Regions from separate parts of the Zea mays genome. Here region 1 is linked to region 2. A link is a contact called in public Hi-C data. All regions are on one chromosome and are shown on one strand. The core of a region is the stretch at or near the end of the contact, and the rest is flanking DNA. Distances in the headings are between cores, read along the strand shown.

Region 1 (6,180 bases), core at 3,263-5,762, 800 kb after region 2:
TTTGTGCCTTGTTGATGCCTCGGCCTCCATACGTAAGATCGTGGATCCTCGGGTCCTCACCGGGGTGCGGTACCAGCTTAAGTCACCTCGTAACTCTCCATCGGTGGTATTTCCTGGAAGTTCATCAGTGTTATCTAGAGAGTTCGTCTGTTGCAGCTTAGGGCCCATTCACGGGCGGTTTCAACGCTGCTTCGAACATCATGCTGGAGGTCGGCATAAAGGAAATAACTGTGCATTTGTAATCCCACGATTTGCTTTTGTGATATGTTACTAATAATGTTATTATTCTGTAAGCAATTTTATTACAAAACTAACACAACTTGAAGGGGTATGGGATCGCTAGGGTCGTCGGATTTCATTCTCAAATTTTGCAGGGGTTCTTTAGCAAAAGACATCGACTAAAGGGGTATGGGATCGCTAGGATCGTCGGATGGAAAATCTACGCATCATATTAGAATGCCCATACCTTAAACTGGTATCCAATCCTCGCCCTTTGATCAAGATCTAACGGCCCAAGGAATCTCATGCCTTGCTCTCATCCGATCCGACCGCGACTGAAACAACGGTCCAGATTCCATTAACCTGTGATCTAATTGTGCCCATCCATTGTGTGATCAGCGGCTCAGATTCAACACCTATCAGGATCTAATCGAATCTGTCCTAGAGATGGCTACCAGTGATTCTTCAAATCATGACCACGGAGCGTGATGGTGTGACGGCATCGCGGTTGCGCCATCGTCGGTGCGAAACACATCTATTCACCCACCGCTCTATGCTCGAATTTACTCGGTGCAAGAGAAATAGGATAGGAAGGCAAATGTTATGGCATGCTTCTTACTCGAGATTATGGCGACGACCCTACTACCCACAAACCAAAGCTATCCCGCTGTGCGTTCGCCACCACGACGAGAAATTCACCAGTGTTATTGTCACAAATCCACCTGGGTGTGGCCACGACCACCACCCAGGGGACGTAATGAACCTTTCAGACCCGCACTCGCGTCCCGAACGGCGACAGAGGCGAGGTTCCACGGCGCACGGTGGCATGGTGACTCCGCCTAATCACCAGAGTGTGATTCCTCGCAGACCAATCGTAGCCCAGCATGGTGTAGAGTTGGGCATCATCAGCGTGCCATGGAGACCTGCCTAGCCCATACTTTGAGGCACGGGAGACTGTTAAGGTGAGATACCCCATGTCCATGTGGTGGCTCTTCCTTCCCCGATCTCCACTCACGGCTCGATTTGTTTTGACGATATGGCGTAGGGGCTCGATGAGGTGGTCCAGAGGTCGATAGTGCCTAGCTTTATATGCACAATAGAGATCCAGTCGCGGGGCACTAGATCGAGGGAGGTCGTATGACGATTATGTTGCAACGACCGGTGCGAATGATGGAATCGATTACGGTTTGGTTAAGGATGGTGCTGACAAAAGGGGCCCACACCAAAGTGAGTGGTGTGGGCGTGTGGACGTGGGGTGAGGGGTTGGTTGTCAAGCAGGGCCCATGTGTCGATTGGTGAGAAGGGAGGAAATTGGGCCACGCGAGGAAGCCTAGGTTGGTCTGATGAAAATGGGTTGAGGAAGGTGAAAGGATCACGATGCCAAGAGGGTGGTGAATTGGGCTTCTCAAAAATTCTTGCGAAAGATTAAACCCAAAACAAGAGCCCAACTTTACCCAACTACTAACTAGAATATAAAAGCTATGAAACAGTAAGCAAACCCTAAGTCGTCATGGCAAATACTAGCAATGCAAATACACAAATTAAATTGCTTAAAGTAAATGTGGAATATAAAGTAGGGGCAAGAAAACTCCTCCAATTTTTTCCGAGGTGTCGAAGAGTCGGCACTCTTCACTAGTACACGTTAGAGCACCTGCACAAGGGTATCACTCCCTCTTGGTCCTTGAAAGAACCAAGTGCTCACTATGAGATGATCCTTTGCCTCTCCGGCATAGTGGATCCCTCACGACCGCGTACAATCACCGAGTCGGGTCACCAACAAATCCTCCCAGGTGATCACCGAGCTCCAATCGCCACCGAGCCATCTAGGTGATGTCAATCACCAAGAGTAATAAATTGTAGACTTTCACTTGACCAAAATAAGTCTAATGCATGTTGTGTGTGCTCTAGGTGGCTCTCATGCGCACTAATGAGGTCCTAACATGGGATTATGATTTTCCTAATCACCTCACTAGACTTTGTGGACTTGCAATGCTCTAGCAATGAATGCTTGTTAATTGAGACAACAAGACAATAAATATGACTGGTGGAGCAGGAATAAATAAACCACCCAAACTAGTAGTTACATGGTTTTCTGCACATGGGCGCACCGGACAGCCAGGTGTGCCACCTGAGCGCTCCCAATGGCTAGTTCTGACAACTAGCTATTACATGGAGGAGCATCGTACATTGTACAATGAATGTCCGGTACACATCGGACATTCCTGTGCCTCTAAAAAACGGCTGACGCTTCCTGTTTGCTCACGGGTGCACTTGAGCGTTCTCTAGCCGGCTGCATAGGGCACCACCGGACAGTCTGGTGTCCCCAGAGCAGCAACACTCTATTTTTCCTTGGATTTTTCTAAACCAATTTTGATTCCAACTTGTGAGTGAGATCTTGAGTGACACCTAGCACTAGTTTTAAGTGTGAACATGCACCGACACTACACTAGTTATCTCTTGGTCAAATTACTCATCTACAACCCCTCTTTATAGTATGGATAAAGTAAAAATAAAAATCCTAACTCTATACCAAGTGTCCCACAACTCCTTCGACACTTATGATATGAAGACCTTCGTCTTTTGATTCATCTTTTCCAGTCGTCGCTTCAAGTTCTGATCTGAGGGATTGTTTTCGCTTGTTGGAGTGTAGCTCCCTGCATTGTGACCTAACTTACCATTTGTTCTGCAAAACACATGTTAGTCACAAATAATCTCATGTTGTCATTAATCACTAAAACTAACTAGTGCTCTAGATGCTTTTAGAAGGCTACTAGGCTGAGTAATTGGCCCAGGCGCAGCCGCGCAGGTAAGGGCAGGGGCGAAGCCAGGATCTAAAATTAGGGGGACCAAATTAGATTAGGGGGGCTATTAGAAGTATTTTTTGCACTATTTACATGAGAATTAGTTAAAAAACTAACATATCCTATAGATTTAGGGGAGCATTAGGGGGGACATTGCCCCCTGTCGTCGCCCCTGGGTAAGGGTTTTCTCCTTTTGTTTTCCATTTCTATTTTCTTATTTTAATTCACAAAACCAAATTCAAATACAATTATATGTTTAAGATTGCAATATTAAGTGCACAAGCAATAAAATTCCAACATGATGCAATATATAAAGAACCCAACATGAGATGCAAGTCATGTTTATTTTATATGTTAATTATTTATTTAGGGATATGCTTAAACCATGGAACACATACACAATTCTTTATAGGAATATAGTATTTTGAATGTGTAATATAATTGTAAGTTAATTCAAAATTAATATCCATTACTTATTTACTTTGAGGAACTTAACATATAGCCTTTACCAAGGTTTACTTTAATTCATATAAGAAATCTTTTTTTAATTTTTTTATTATAGAACCTATCTATTTTTGAAGAAGTGGCTCCAAAGATAAGAGATTCTTGTTTTAAAACACATTTTCAATTCAAAAATTTTAGATGATTTTATTATGTTTCCAAAATAAGATTTTAGGTGTTACACAGAATCAGAAAAAAGCTGAAACAAATACGGTCCTTATTTGCCGCTCGTTTTCCCTGCATATCAGTTTGTTTTAGTTTTTGTGTAACCGTATATTCACAACTGTTCTCGTTTCCACTGTCCTGTTTTCAGTAAAAAAAAATAATAACAGAAATGGAAGAAAGTTTTTTCGGACGGTTTTCGTCCGTTTTCATCTCTTCGGAACAGTGGATCCCTCCCCTCGTTCACCCCACACGTGTCTGGCTCCAGAGCCGTGGTTACGAAACGCTCCACTCCGCTCCGCTTTCCCAGTTCCGGCCACCGAGCATGGCACCACCCCTTCCCTCCGTCTCCCGTGGTTCGCGGGCGCTCGTCCAAGCATCCAACCCCAGCTCCGTGCGTCGCGGCGCGACCACCGGACCTATAAGTACGGAACGCTCATGTCCGCCTCTTGCTTTCCTACCTCTCCGCCCCCGTTGCCTCCCACCGCCGAGACGACGCGGACTTCGTACCCTCTCACCGACGTGTGCGCCGCTGTCTTCCCCGGCACTCACTGCTGCTGGTTCGGCTCCCGAACCTTCGTCGACTCCGCATTTCTGAACAGGGTTTGTGATCCTCTTCACCTTTTTGTTTAGCGGTTGATTCAATTCCTGGCCAGCTGAGGATTTGAGATGCTTGGGTTACTTTGTAATTTTCTAAAAATGATCTTAGGTTCTGTATTCACCACCTGATTATTCAAGCGTTGCGGTTGAAATCTTGTTTGCAGATTTTTCATACATTCCAATAACCTCCTAATTGTCCGAAGGTGTCATATGTGACGAGAGAGCACAGATGTCTCTAGAAGTTGAGAAGCCACCAGAAACGACCAAGCAGCTCAAGCGACAGGATTCACTCTATGGTGATGCAGAAAAGGTCTCCGGCTTCAAGCACCATGGCTCTGAGGTCTGCTTCCCAGGCAACTTGGTTACCGTGTTGCAAAGATGCACCGTCACTGACAGAAAAAATTTACTACAATAAAACTTATGGTGACACAGGGAGGCTGGCCGCGGTTGCTGCAGCTTGCATTTCAGAGCATTGGCATCATCTATGGGGACGTCGGGACATCACCACTCTATGCGATATCCAGCACCTTCCCTGATGGCATCAAGGACCAGGATGACCTACTTGGCGTCCTCTCCCTCATCCTCTACACCCTAATCCTGATACCAATGGTCAAGTACGTCTTCATTGTGCTTTATGCAGATGACAATGGAGATGGTAAGCTCATAAGACAGGAAATTTCAACCTGTCAACCTGCTGTAGTCACCATATTCCTGCTGTTTATTCGGTACTTCACATTTAACAGCAACATACTGCTGTTCTAGGTGGCACGTTCGCCCTCTACTCACTTATATCGCGGCACTCCAAGGTAAGGCTGATACCAAATCAGCAGGCTGAGGATGCCATGGTGTCAAATTATGGCATCGAAGCGCCCAGTCCGGAACTGAGGGTGGCACAGTGGCTGAAGCAGAAGCTCGAGTCTAGCAAGGCGGCAAAGATTAGCCTCTTTATCATTACAATCCTTGGCACATCAATGGTGATGGGGGATGGAACCTTGACACCATCAATTTCTGGTAACAGAAACAGTATACGGAGAAGTCATAAGCACATTCGTATCCAGTATTCAAAATCCTAACGTGTTTCTTGCTTTTCTAGTGCTCTCTGCAGTGAGTGGGATCAGGGAGAAGGTGCCAAGCTTAACTGAAAGTATGTGAAAAAAGAGCTCCTACAGACATTGATCAGTTGGTACGCTTTGTTCAACATGTAAATTGTTTGCTGTCACTTTTCGTGCAGCGCAGGTAGTCTGGATCTCAGTGCCGATTTTGTTCGCGCTCTTCTCGGTCCAGCGCTATGGTACAGACAAGGTCGGGTATTCCTTTGCTCCGATCATCACACTATGGTTTTTTCTTATTGCTGGCATTGGAATGTATAACCTCATTGTGCACGAGATCGGTGTTCTCCGAGCCTTCAATCCAATGTACATAGTGGATTACTTCAGAAGGAATGGGAAGGATGGATGGGTTTCACTGGGTGGCGTTATCTTGTGTGTCACAGGTAAACTTTACATCGAAAAGTGCAATTGCGATGGTAGTTATTAGTCTACAATCTCAATGGGCTGTTGTCATATGCAATAGGCACAGAAGGAATGTATGCAGACCTAAGCCATTTCAATATCAAGGCCATTCAGGTAACAAGGACATTCACACCCATGCTCTTCGCTTCACCATGTTGATTCTCCCAACTCTACCTCCAATTTTAGTTTAGTTAGAAGCATCCATTTTGCTTTTAAACTATGCCACTGTAAAGTTTTCAAATACACCCATTTTACTTTTAAACTGGTTCCATTCTGTTCCTTCAAAATAAAGCATCCGATTTTACAGGAATCAAATTCCAAGCTTGCCAAACAGAAATAGCTCACAACATTCGCTGTGTTTTCACCTACAGATCAGCTTTAGCACT
Region 2 (6,876 bases), core at 3,075-5,574:
CCTCATTTTGCTTGTTTTTTAACACCCATTTTGTACTGATGGGATGGCAGTTCAAAGGGGGTGGCACTGGCACCAAAACCCAAAACAACTTTAACTCTTGACTTATCCTCGAATGTGATGTATTCCTTACCAATCATAGGGTTGAGGCTGGAGAACTATCTGAAGCTTTCGATCATGTGTTGCGAACAATCGAAATTCATGGGCCACGTATTCTCTAGGCCTCCGTCCTGCATCAAAAGAAAGACATGGGGTGAGCAAATGACACAACACTGGGCTTAGGATACTAATAAGGAAATTAGTGTTGAGACATTAGTCCCTGATAAGTGTTAGGGAAACACCAAACGTTTTTGGTCCCAATGGAGGGGTAGCTATCACCACAAGAATGAAACAGTGGTCCGCTAGAGAAGTGGGTACTAAAACCACTGGCACGAGTCTTTGGTCATATGGCACATGACCACCATATGGACTCACTTTGTGAGGCCTAGCAGCATCAGGCAAAGCACCTCTCGGCCTAGTAGGACATCTTTGAGCAGGAATATCATGAACACCATGAGAAGAGCAGTTCATGTTCCCTCTGATCAACTCAAAACCCACTGCTCATCTCTCTTCCTTGTAAAGCAAAAGGTAGCCAAATACTCATACCTCTCACAATACTCACAATAGAACCTTAGCTCTCTCTTGGGCGAAATATGTTTGTGGGAGTGAGTCTTTTTGGGTGGATGAGGAGCTCTAGGAAGGGGATCCCTAGAGATGTCTGGCAGAGTGTCAAGTGTGTTCCTGAGATGGTTAAGTTTTGGATACCACACTTGTTTCTAAGGTGGGCCTCTACAGGCTCCACAAACACTCCATCTCTCATAGCAAGGGTGGTAGATTTAGGTGGAGTGATTTTGACAAACTTTGGGGAGGCTAGATGTTTCTCTAAAGAACTCAACCCACTGCACTCACCAACCTTAACAAAAGGAGCGTTACTCACAGCCTTAGCAACAATGCCTAACATTGATCTGCCAGCTTCCCTCTTGATCTAACTGATCATCATGCCCAACTTGGGCTCACTTCTAGACACCCATCTTAAGACTGATCGAAGGTATGTGTTTTTCTCCTTGATCCTAATCTTGTCATGTCTGCAAAACTCAAGAGCAAACTACAAACCCCCACAAAGTGCACACTATGCAGGTACAAATGCACTCACTGAGTTAGCCTTCTTAAGTGAGGCTATCCTAGCGTTCTTCTCCGCTAGCTCAGTCTGTAAGCTAGGACAAGTAGTACACACACCTAACAAGCTAGGCCTAGATTGAAGCTCGTCACACTCATCTAGCAAGGTGGCATATTTGGTCTACAATGTGGTGATGTTCAACATATGTAAAGCGCACTCATCACATTCAGTCTCGTCGAACACTACGATATAAGCTCTAACAAACTCAAGCTCACTAAGCGTGCTCTACTAGTTACTTTTGAAATCTTTCCTTTCACAAGCAGCAAGCCTAAGCAACTTATCCTGACTAGCCAGAGCAGTCATCAGCTCCTCTAGAGTCATGGTCTAGGTCACTCAGGGAGGCGAGGAAGGCACGCTCCTTGATCTTCGCCTTCTAGAGATACTTCTTCTTAAGTGCCTCCTTACTGAACCTCCGCTGGACTTGTGCTTGCCAAAGGTGTGCTCCCGCTTGCCCTTGTGCCGACTAGAGTGGTAGTCGCGTGGGCCAGCCTTTGCCTTGCCCTTCTTGGGGCAACTGGCCATGAAGTGGTTGGGGTCACCGCAGTTGAAGCATCCATCCTTGGACCCACCACATCGTCGGTTCTGGTGGTTGTTGTGAAACCACATGAACCAGCTAGCAACAAGCGCTAGCTCCTCATCTCCAAGGCTCTCCACCTACTCCTCTGTGATGGTCAACAAAGAAGATAAAGCAAACATAGCAGGTGAGGGGTTAGAAGAAAAACCACCTCCAGAGACCAGGGCCATGGTGGGTGCACCAGAGTTCTCAATCTTGGCCAGGTCTGGTGGTCAATCTTGGTGGACTTGAGCTTGCTGAACAACTCATCCGTGATGAGTCTCAGTTGTGTGACTCGATGATTGTCAAGACCTTCACCTCCCAAAATCTCCGAACTATTGCTTGATGTAGCTTGAGCGCTCTCTCATGATCATCATAGGGTAGTTGCGCCTTGTTTGCGCGTATTTTGTTCACAATTGGCTGGAAACGAGAGAACATGGTGTCAATTGTCTCTCCAGCCAACTGGACAAAGTTCTCGTACTCTCGTCGTATGTCTTAAAAGTCTAGTCTTCACATGATCATTTCCCATATGGAATTTCTCGACTGTGGACCAGATCTCATGAGCCGTAACTAAATGTCTAATTCGCTCAAACTCAGCAAGCAAGAGACATGAGAACAAAACATTTCAGGCTTTATTGTTCGAATCATACGGCCCTATCTGTAGAGACATGATCCGAGCACCCTGGACATCGAAAGCATCATCGCGGCATATCTCCTAGACATGATACACAATACTCTGAAGATACGATGATATGCAAATCTTCTAGTATGGGTAATTGGTCCCATCGAAAAATAGAGGTTTGTCAACACCTCGTTCCATGTCGCCTTCCGTGGATCAAGAACCGATTATGGTGGATTGATCCTTAACCAGCTCCAATACCAATTGAAAGATTGAAAAGGCAACTAGAGGGGAGGGGTGAATGGGAGCCAATCAAAATTTGTTGCTTAAAACAAAAGCACATCAACGAACTAGTGATCTCATGTTTTTAAAATGTTCTTAGGACTCATACAAGACCAACAAAATGAACGGATCGCAAATCAGACATTGAAAAGTCTGAATCAGCCAAAACCGTGTCACTATTTAGTGTTGTTTTCAGCAGCTCAAAATTTAGTTTTCGAATGCGAAACTGATCCAAATGGACTCCAATTGATCTAAATGTTTGCAAACACCTCGAAAATTGAGTTTCCAAGGTCTCCACAAAATTTGAACTCGATCAGATTTGTAAATAAATTGCAGATCATAAAACACAGACTACACGGTTTAGTTCGGGTTTTCAAAACGAGTTCAGATCAAGTCACGACCACAAACTGCTCAAACCAGATGATTGCATTGGCCTAGAGAGTTGTCTTTACTCCAAGGCAATCCCCAAAACAATCCCCAACTCATGAAATCAACAATTCTCACAAAATCCAAAGAGATGGGTCGAGAGAGAAGAAAGTGATTCAAAATCGAGCGAGATCAAGAAGACACAATATGAACAAACACTGGATCATGGATTGTTACAGCCATCCTTTCTTTCAAAATCAAGGTTACATAGATGTGGAGTTAACAAGAACACTTGTGGATCTCGGGGCTAAAAACCAGATCAACTTAAGAAATGGAAACTAGGGTTTTCTAACAAGTGCTAAATAAAATAGCCAAAGAGATGGCTACACACAACAGCCCTCCCACCTATTTATAGGAGGTTATTTTACTAGCCTAAATTACCCTTAGATACATAAAGCTCATCCACTTAACTAGTGGCAAAATGGACCAACTCCTGAAATATGCATCTGACGGCCACACGTTCCACACGAAGTTGCTTCGCCTCGACGCACCTTTCGTGATGACACCATATGCCACCTTCGATTCCCACCTGAACCGCACCACTGAGTTTTCAGTCCCAAACTTGATGAAACCAGACCTTTGTAGTGTTGGGTGGTTTTGAAGCTCAACCACTAAACGCCATGAGTAGCGTACCGCATACGCGTCGCACAGGTCCTAGACACATGTCCCGCCAGTCCTCGACTGCACCGGCGACACGACATACTATGCCACGTCCTCGCGCTAGTGTGTGTATGTAGCACCCAAATTCTTATTTTGGGTAATATGGGAAAACTCATTCCATGACTTCAATAAATGCATTTTCAAATGAGAGATTATATAAAATATTCTTATTTGAATTAAATTTCCTTCATTAAACTATATCTTTAGGATCTATTCTCTAAATTAAATTAGTTATCTCTTAATAGAGATTTTCTTTTAAAGCAAATAATGTTTGTGCATGGCATATGTAAAACAATGGCCAAATAAATAGATAAAATAATTAATGTGAAAATACCTTGCATTCATGCTGAGTTCTTTTGTTTGTGCAATTATATTTAAGTTTGAAGTTTAAAACCAAATTTGAATTAGAAATATGGAAAACAAAATAGAAAGGAAAAAAGAAAAGAGAATATAATAAAGAAAAAGAGAGAGAAAACTTTGCGCTAGGCTAATTCCCTCGTCCCGGTCCCTTTCTTCACAGCGCCAGCCCAGCAAGCCGTCAGCGCCGACAGGTGGGGCCCACCTATCATAGGATGCCTCTCAACCACGCCACAGCACGCACGCTGCTGTCGTGCATGTCCACTCGTCATCCTTGCCATACCCCCTCATCGCGCGTGATCTCGACGTATGCCACTTGCACGTGGAGGTGGGTCCTCAGAACCTCCTCTCTCGGTTAGTTGCAATATTATCCGATGTTGCCATCGGCAATCCCAGAACCGATGCAGCCATCGCCCGCCCTCGGAACTAGCTGCAACGAGGCTATTTATAGTGATCCCCGTACCCCTGTCAAACATGGGAGAAACATCGAGCCCAAACGAAAGCACCGAGAGCCATGTCGGTACCAGACCTAGGAGCCTCACTGCGTTCCCGCGGAAGTGATCGTGGTGGTCGCGCCTGGGTGTATTGGCGACTAGACCTAGGAGCCTCGGCCATTACTTCATCTAGGGTACGAACACTTCCATGGAATTCGCCTTGGTATCCTCTACATGTAGAACCAGGAATGGAGTTTGCCAACCGAGAGCATGGTGGGGGTGAGGGCCGCCCATGGTGCCGCCGCAGCTAATAGGGCACCGCCGCCGCTGGCCGTCGTGAAGTGGGTGGTTTGGCCATGGCTGTTGGCTGCTTGATAAACGACCCCGATTAGATGCAAGATACCCATTTGGTCACACTTCATCCTGACCGTTGATCGAATGGTGGACGTATGAGATTAGATCCCGGCGTTTTAAATCTGGAGCGCTGATCTGTAATCGAACGGGTGATATCGTGTACCACTTTATAGCTCTCGGAGTATGATCTGGATGGTCCGTTTTTAATCGGACGGCTCAGATTATCCTGTACCCCTTCACCGTGGCATTTTCATTAAGAGCCCCTATGTTTTACATATTCAACCCACCGTCCATGTTCTATTTAAAATAATCACGTTGAAGTCCCTAGTATTTGCAATAAACCACCTAGATTCTATTTTATGTGCTAAACAAACATTTAAAAGTACCCTAAAATTAGCCCATAACTTTTGCATCTTAACTCTGTTTTAGTCCATTCAAATTGTGTTAGCTTCGTAATAAACTTTTCTACACAGTAACAACAATATTTGTATTATATCACATAGTTTTATAATTAGATATTTATTTAACCTATGTTTAGTATGTCACATCTGGATTTAAGGGCAAATCTAGGTGTGTCTCAAATGTGTGTTATGATCAAGTATCGCACATATGATAACTCATGGTATAGAAATCAATGTCACATCTTTATTATAAAATAGGGGTTCTGTACAAAATAGTCAAATAAATACATCACATGATGACAACGATCCTCGATGTAGGAAATTGTGATGCCTAAGAGGGGGTGAATTAGGACTTCTAAACACTTTTATCTAACCTAGTCAACAAATAAATCCCTAAAACTAAACCTATGTAAATAAGCAATCTTGAATGTGCAAATTAGATTTTTCCTTTGTGTTGCTATCTCTGTTGTAAAAGGAGTTATGCAACCTAAGTTCGGATCCTATATATTCTACACTAAGAATAGTAAAGATTGTAACTTAAGTAGAGAGAGTAAATACAGAAGATAGCTAGTAGAGAAAGAAAACTCTTGTGTATGATGTCGATATTTTTACCGAGGTATCCGGAACCACGCAAGGTCCGGAACAATCCTCGTTGGTGCCCCTACGCAAAGGGTAGCCCACGTGAGGGCCAAACACCACGCAAGAGTAACTCCGTAGGGAGCCACGAGCCTTCTCCACGCGCAAGTTGTGCTCCACTTCCGGCTCCTCTCGGACAATCCCCATCGTCTCCACTATCGAGCTTCCGGCCAAAACGTCGTGGGCCTCATTCTCTCCGGTCCATGTTGGCGGCCGTGACACAAACTCGGTTGTCACGGTCTCGCAAGACTCTCGCCTCACTCGGTACAATTATAATGGCTCACACAAGAGCTGAGGAGTTTTGTGGTTTTTCTAAATTCACTCAACTAACTAGGAATAACCTAGAGCAAGCGCATAAGCAGTCTAACTAACCTAAGCACTTCGCAAAGCACCTACGCTAATCACCGAGTGATTCTATTAAGCACTTGGGTGTATGAGCACTTGGTAATGTCTATAACATGTGTTGATATGTTGCTTGGGATCCCACTCCTTCAAATAGCCAGTTGAGAGAAGTATATATAGGCCCCAACTTAAATATAGCCGTTGGAGAAAAGTTGTTGCTCTCTGCGGCACATCGGATAGTCCAGTGGTAGGCACTGGACAGTCTGGTGTCCACTAGCCATTGGATTTGACCATTGCAGGTGACCGTTGTCGCGTGCTTCTCCACCCCGCTTGCCCATTTCGGGAAATGATTAACTCACACTAGCTTTACTAATTAATCAGCCAAGGGCGACCCATTCCACCCTTGTGGTAGCACTATTTTCTTGGGTGGTCGCTCCATGTTCCAATTAAACAAATTTATCTTATCATACATGAGAGTAACCAACAATAATAATTCATATTGGAACAGGATCATAAATCATATATATAGCATTAATCCCAAAACCAGGTAGAGCAATAGCAAGACTATCACATAATTCATTTGTTTGCAAGGTGTAGGG

What was found. Hi-C and Micro-C count contacts between places; a contact is called where the count stands out from the background.
Region 1: a Hi-C map of ear shows a contact between it and region 2, with 2.3 times the contacts expected there. The contact joins the promoter of LOC103641608 here to the enhancer-like site in region 2. A contact is called at or near these places in 2 of 25 Hi-C or Micro-C datasets (bundle sheath and ear).

Annotation. Positions count from the first base shown.
Region 1 is chr10:114,986,839-114,993,018 of Zm-B73-REFERENCE-NAM-5.0, forward strand. LOC103641608 reads left to right here and starts at 4,513. Exons shown (of 9, transcript NM_001301450.1): 1 at 4,513-4,623; 2 at 4,716-4,938; 3 at 5,046-5,294; 4 at 5,377-5,427; 5 at 5,515-5,775; 6 at 5,856-5,908; 7 at 6,166-6,180. The coding sequence starts at 4,513.
Region 2 is chr10:114,190,432-114,197,307 of Zm-B73-REFERENCE-NAM-5.0, forward strand. No RefSeq gene overlaps it. Among protein-coding and RNA genes, the nearest start is that of LOC542550, 9.4 kb to the left of the region's middle. Within about 2 kb of position 4,325, at least 18 of the 20 cell types and tissues checked have an H3K27ac peak or open chromatin away from gene starts, as enhancers often do. A contact at or near this core is called in bundle sheath and ear, where this site is marked.